Regions from separate parts of the Canis lupus genome. Here region 2 is linked to region 1. Evidence: chromatin contacts called from public Hi-C data. All regions are on one chromosome and are shown on one strand. Each heading gives the region's core, a stretch centred on a gene start, on an enhancer-like site or on the middle of the called end of the contact. The rest is flanking DNA. Distances are from core to core; before and after follow the strand shown.

The links. Hi-C and Micro-C count contacts between places; a contact is called where the count stands out from the background.
Region 2: a contact with region 1 is called in a Hi-C map of skin fibroblasts, with 3 times the contacts expected there. The contact joins two enhancer-like sites. A contact is called at or near these places in 2 of 9 Hi-C or Micro-C datasets (amygdala and skin fibroblasts).

Annotation. Positions count from the first base shown.
Region 1 is chr3:1,508,590-1,511,197 of UU_Cfam_GSD_1.0, forward strand. It overlaps TSLP (thymic stromal lymphopoietin), which reads right to left. Exons shown (of 6, transcript XM_038532126.1): 4 at 1,777-1,821; 5 at 898-1,032. Among named protein-coding and RNA genes, the nearest start is that of WDR36, 11 kb to the left of the region's middle. Within about 2 kb of position 1,307, at least 12 of the 20 cell types and tissues checked have an H3K27ac peak or open chromatin away from gene starts, as enhancers often do.
Region 2 is chr3:1,712,046-1,714,653 of UU_Cfam_GSD_1.0, forward strand. It overlaps SLC25A46 (solute carrier family 25 member 46), which reads right to left. Exons shown (of 8, transcript XM_038532154.1): 6 at 572-628. Among named protein-coding and RNA genes, the nearest start is that of SLC25A46, 15 kb to the right of the region's middle. Within about 2 kb of position 1,281, at least 2 of the 20 cell types and tissues checked have an H3K27ac peak or open chromatin away from gene starts, as enhancers often do.

The sequences.
Region 1 (2,608 bases), core at 57-2,556:
CTGTTTCCCCACCTTGTACTTTGGAAATTAATGAGTACCAACCAGCCTTCACTAGACCCAGAGGAGTTTCTCTTGTGGCATTTAGGGCCTCCTGCTCGGTCTTGCAGATGAAATTGAACATGTCAATGTTCAATTGACATTGAATTGAACATCTTCTAAATTGAAGATGTCAAGTTAGAAGTTTGGGGGCCAGGGATGCCTGGGTGTGGCTCAGCGGTTGAGTGTCTGCCTTTGGCTCGGAGTGGGATCCGGGATGGAGACCCTAGGGAGCCTGCTTCTCCCTCTGCCTGTGTCTCTGCCTCTCTCCGTGTCTCTCATGAATAAATCAAATCTTAAAAAAAAAAAAAAAAAGTTTTGGGGCTAGGATTCAAAGTCAGGCCAGACCTTCTGCAGACTTCCTGCTCCTAACTCCGCACTACTATTTCTAGTTAAAGCTACACATCCATTCAGAGGCAGGTAACTGCGTGTGCAAAAATCCATTGTGCAAAGAGCCAGCCGTACCAGCAAGTAAGCAGGTGTGGGTAGAGACTTGATGTATCATCTAGCATTGTAAGAAAGCAGCACGCATTATCGGTGATAAACCCAAGCAATGCCGCTCGAGGTGTGTAGCGGATAAGGATGGCATTAGGGGCCCGTGCAAGGTTGGGTCCTTGGGAGGCAGCATTTTGGACGATCAGCCTCTCCGGCTCGGGCGGCCAAGATGTAGGCGGCTCGCTGAGGACAGCCTGAGACGCTGCCCGAGGTTCAGAATTCTAATTCTGCCCAAAGACTCGGAAGCCCCGAAACAAGCGAGGGGCTGGTTGCCAGCTGTCGCCCGCTGGCCTGCTCCTGCAGGGGGCCTTTGGGCTCCTACGGCCCCGGCCCAGGCCCCAGCGTGACCCGCGGCCCGCGGCTTACCGGCGCTGCGGCGTAGCCCGGGCACTCGGCGGCGAGCGCGGCGACCGTCCCCTCGGCGAAGGCCTCCCGGGCGCCCGACGCGCAGCCGCGGATGCGGTGCAGGGTGAGCCGCTCGATCCTGGCCAGGCAGTCGGGCTGCGGGGGGCGGGGCGGGGCGGGGCGGGGCGGGGCGGGGACCGGCGGGGGCAAAGAGCGACGGTCGGCGGGAGACCAGTGGGGGGCCGCGGGGGGCACGGCCGGAGCGGCAGGGAGCCGGTCCTTGGGCGGCGCGGCGGGAGCAGGCGCGGGGCTCGCTCCGCGCCCGTTCCCGGTTCCCGGTTCCCGCTCCCCGCCGCAGCCCACCGGCGGCGCCCAGACCGCGCTCTCGCCGCAGGGGCGCCCCCTGCTCCGCGCCCGCTCCCCCGGCCCCGCCCCTGGGCGCCCCTCCCCGCTCCCTCCCTGCTCCGCGCCTGGCCCCTAGTGCCCGCCCGCTCCCCGCTCCCCTCCTGCTCCGCGCCCCTCCCCGCTCCCCCCTGCTCCTCCCGGCTCCGGGCCTGGCCCCTGGTGCCCGCCCGCTCCCCGCTCCCCTCCTGCTCCGCGCCCCTCCCCGCTCCCCCCTACTCCTCCCGGCTCCGGGCCTGGCCCCTGGTGCCCGCCCGCTCCCCGCTCCCCTCCTGCTCCGCGCCCCTCCCCGCTCCCCCCTGCTCCGCGCCCCTCCCCGCTCCCCGCCCTCGGCGCCCGCTCCGCCCGCCCTCCCCGACCGCGGCAGGTCTCGGGGCCAGGCCGGCACCGCCCCGAGGCCCGCCCGGAGGCCCGCGCCGCCCCGCCCCCCGCGGCCCGCCCCGCCGGTGCCCCCGCGGATGCCCCCGCCCCCGCCGCCGGTGCCGCCCGCCCGCTCACCGGGTCCGCGCAGTACACGGGGTGGCTGAACTCCGTGCTCCTGGTCTGCAGGAAGGAGAAGCGTGTGCGACACGCGGGTCAGGCGCCGGGTCCCTGGCGAGGCCGCCGCCCGCGCCCGCCCGCGGCTCCCGGCGTCGCGGGTGCCTCGGTGCGTGGCCGTGGGAAGGGCCCGGGACGCCCGGCCCCACAGCGCCCTCCCCAGCGCCCCGGGCACGCTGGCCGCCGTCCGACTGCAGCAGGGAGCCGGGAGGCCGCGCTCCCAGGGCCCCGCCTTCTGCCTCGTGGCCACCTGTGCATTCACACATGCGTGCCCCATCCAGAACCAGTAATCAGGGGAAATGATCGCTGCTGTCTATTAAAACTCTGAAACGCACCCCATCCCATAACGGCATTCCGAGGCTTCTGGAACACTAGAAACCCAGGGCTGCGATCCCTGGCCAGGGCTTGGCTCACAAGAATTCCCTCTCTTTTTACCCTTCCTTTTCTCTCTGGCCCTCACCCACGGTCTTCTCTCTCCTGCACCTGGGGGAGCAGCGCTGGGGCAGAGAAAACACACCTGGATATGTGTTATCTGTCACTATTGCTCCTCATCAATATCTGCACACCTCATGTGCACCGATTTCTAGGTCGTCCTTTGAGAGGCCAATATATTTAAGTGTCACTTGTAAAAAAATTTTTGACAAAATGCCGGGCCGCGATCTTTTTCCAGATTATTTTTCTTTCCTTAAAAATTAAATTGTAGTTTATATTTGTGTACACCCGTTCTTTTGATGAAAACACATTTGTTTTTTAAAAAATGTTTATTCAGGGATCCCTGGGTGGCTCAGCAGTT
Region 2 (2,608 bases), core at 31-2,530, 200 kb after region 1:
TAATATCAAGGTGGGACTTACCTAACCCTATGGGCCAGGTCCTGGCAAGTAGTAGTTTTCAAGGTGAATGGAACATCACTAAGTAATAATGTGCTGGAATGTCTCCCAGAGGGAGCCAGCAAGCTTGGGGGATTTCCAATTCACAATCTTCAAAAAAAATTAAGAAGTAAAGAGTAAAATTCTAATCTATAAAAATGTCAGCGTTGTAAAATCATGAAGTGACTACATTTTAAGGACACTAAGGTTTGAGTTTGCTCATCACTATACAAATTAATTTTTGTCTATTTTTCTGAGAGTTTGGGTTAAATAAGTTGAAGACCTTTGCTAACTTCCTAAGAAGACAGAAAAATTAGGTTGTGATTTCAGCCTTTCAAACTAGAAAGATTGATTTTAAAGGTAATATAGATTTTAGGATTTTATTCCTCAATTCAATGTTACTTGTCTTTTGAAGTTCTAGTCCCACAAATATTTTATTGCCCTAATTTTCTTCATTGTATTAAGATTTTTTCCAGTTCTAATGCTATAGAAATTAATGCAAATTTTCAATGTATGTGCCACTTTTGATACTTACGATTTCAGCAGAAGGTGTTCTCCTATTTGTTTAGGATTCCATTTATGTGAAATCTCCCTAAAAAAGAAATTTCGAGGAAACAAAAACCATGTTATTTACAACATCTTGAATTAGCCCAACTTTCAAAAAGGTAATCAATCGATGGTAATTTAAAATATATATATATATGGAGGAGAGAGATACTCTAATGATGAACATTTTCCTTTCTGGGTCACGCTTCAGACAATTACGGTGGTTTAAAAAGTAAAAAACATACTAAGTGTTTTTCTATGTGCCAAAAGGAGGGGCTGACAGAGGAGGAAGAGCTACCACTGATTATAAAAAACTTAAAGGAGGAACACGAAAACTTCAAGAAGATATAAAAATGACAGGTTGAGAAAGAAAGAATAGTTGCGGGGCGGGGGGAGGGAAACAAGCAATTGGATAAAGGAAGAAAAAGCTTTAAAAAATAAGAAAGAATTTAAAGACAAAACAAAATGAACTATAATGCAGACTGAATGACACATGACATTTGTGTAGCACCAAATTTGTCAAGCGCCTTTCCTTATTATGATGACATTAATCTTGGGACTTTTATTATATCATCTTTTTGTCCACCTACTATAATGCCAGGCATGGTGCAAAGTGCTTTGCATGACTTACTTCTAACCCTCACAATGACCTTGTTATCCCCGTTTCACAGGTGAGGAAATAGGCTCAGAGAGGGTTCATAACTCAGCCAAAGCCATACAAATAGTTAATGGTGGAACTGAGTTCTAAACCCTGGTCTCAGGAAGCCTGGGTGGCTAGTGATGGAGTATCTGCCTTTGGCTCAGGTTGTGATCTTGGGGTCCTGGGGTTGAGTCCCACAAAGTCCTCCCCGCCGGAAGCCTGCTTATCCCTCTGCCTGTGTCTCTGCTTCTGTGTGTCTCTCATGAATAAATAAACAAAATCTTTAAATAAAATAAAATAAATAAAATAAAATAAATTAAAAAAATAGAATAAAATAAAATAAACCCTGGTCTCTAGGACTTGGAAGTCCGCACACTCTCTGCCTGCACTGCCTCTCATCCCATTTGATACAGGAAGATATCCCGTGAGGTCAGCAAAGCAGGTATCGTCCAATTTGTTTTACTTATGAGAGAAAGGAAGGTTGGAAGACCCACAGGGAGATGTTCAAGGTGACAGGCAGGGTGCCAGGTCTGGAGCCAAGGTCTCCCACTGTGTGCTCCTGGCTATTTAGGTCACCCTCAGAAACCAGAAAAGAGAGAAGAAAAAGAAGAGAGGCAAGCTGCAAAAAAACACAAGAGGAGAAAGCTGTACCAAGAGGAAAGTGAAAAAGGAGAAAAGAGTATGGAGAGAGAGCAAAAGTAAATGATAAAGCAGAATAAACTGGGAAGGCAGAGAGAGGGCGGGGGGGGGGGGGGGGAGAACAGCAGAGAGGCAAGTGTGAAATAAATGAAGTGTGAAATAAAGAGAACTGCCAAGCTCCCGTCATGAAACTGGCACCCACGGCACCACGGCCACAGCAGAGAGCTGAGGAAACCGCTTCTACCTGGAATGAGAGAATATGACCAACCGAAGGATGTAGGGAATACTTTTATATTCAAAAGGTATAGGAAATAATCACTAATAAGCCCTTTAAAAAACTCCATACAATTACAATGGGTGGTGTGCAGACTTTCTGAGAATGAAAGATCTGCAGAGAAACTTTTAGAAAACAGACTGACCACCTCTGATCAATAAAACATAGAGAGCCTTCTGGATTGCGTTCTGATTAAGTTAATACTAAAGTGACCAGTATTTAAGCCTGAACAACCCCAGAAAAATATAGCTGAAATGACCACCAAGGATTTGGATGAAAAATATTAAAAAGGTTAGGCTTTCCTTATTTTTTTAAATAAGATTTTATTTATTTATTCATGGGAGACACAGAGAGAGAGAAAGGGAGAGACACAGGCAGAGGGAGAAGCAGGCTCCATGCAGGGAGCCCGACGTGGGACTTGATCCCAGGATCCCAGGGTCACATCCTGAGCCGAAGGCAGAAGCTCAGCCGTT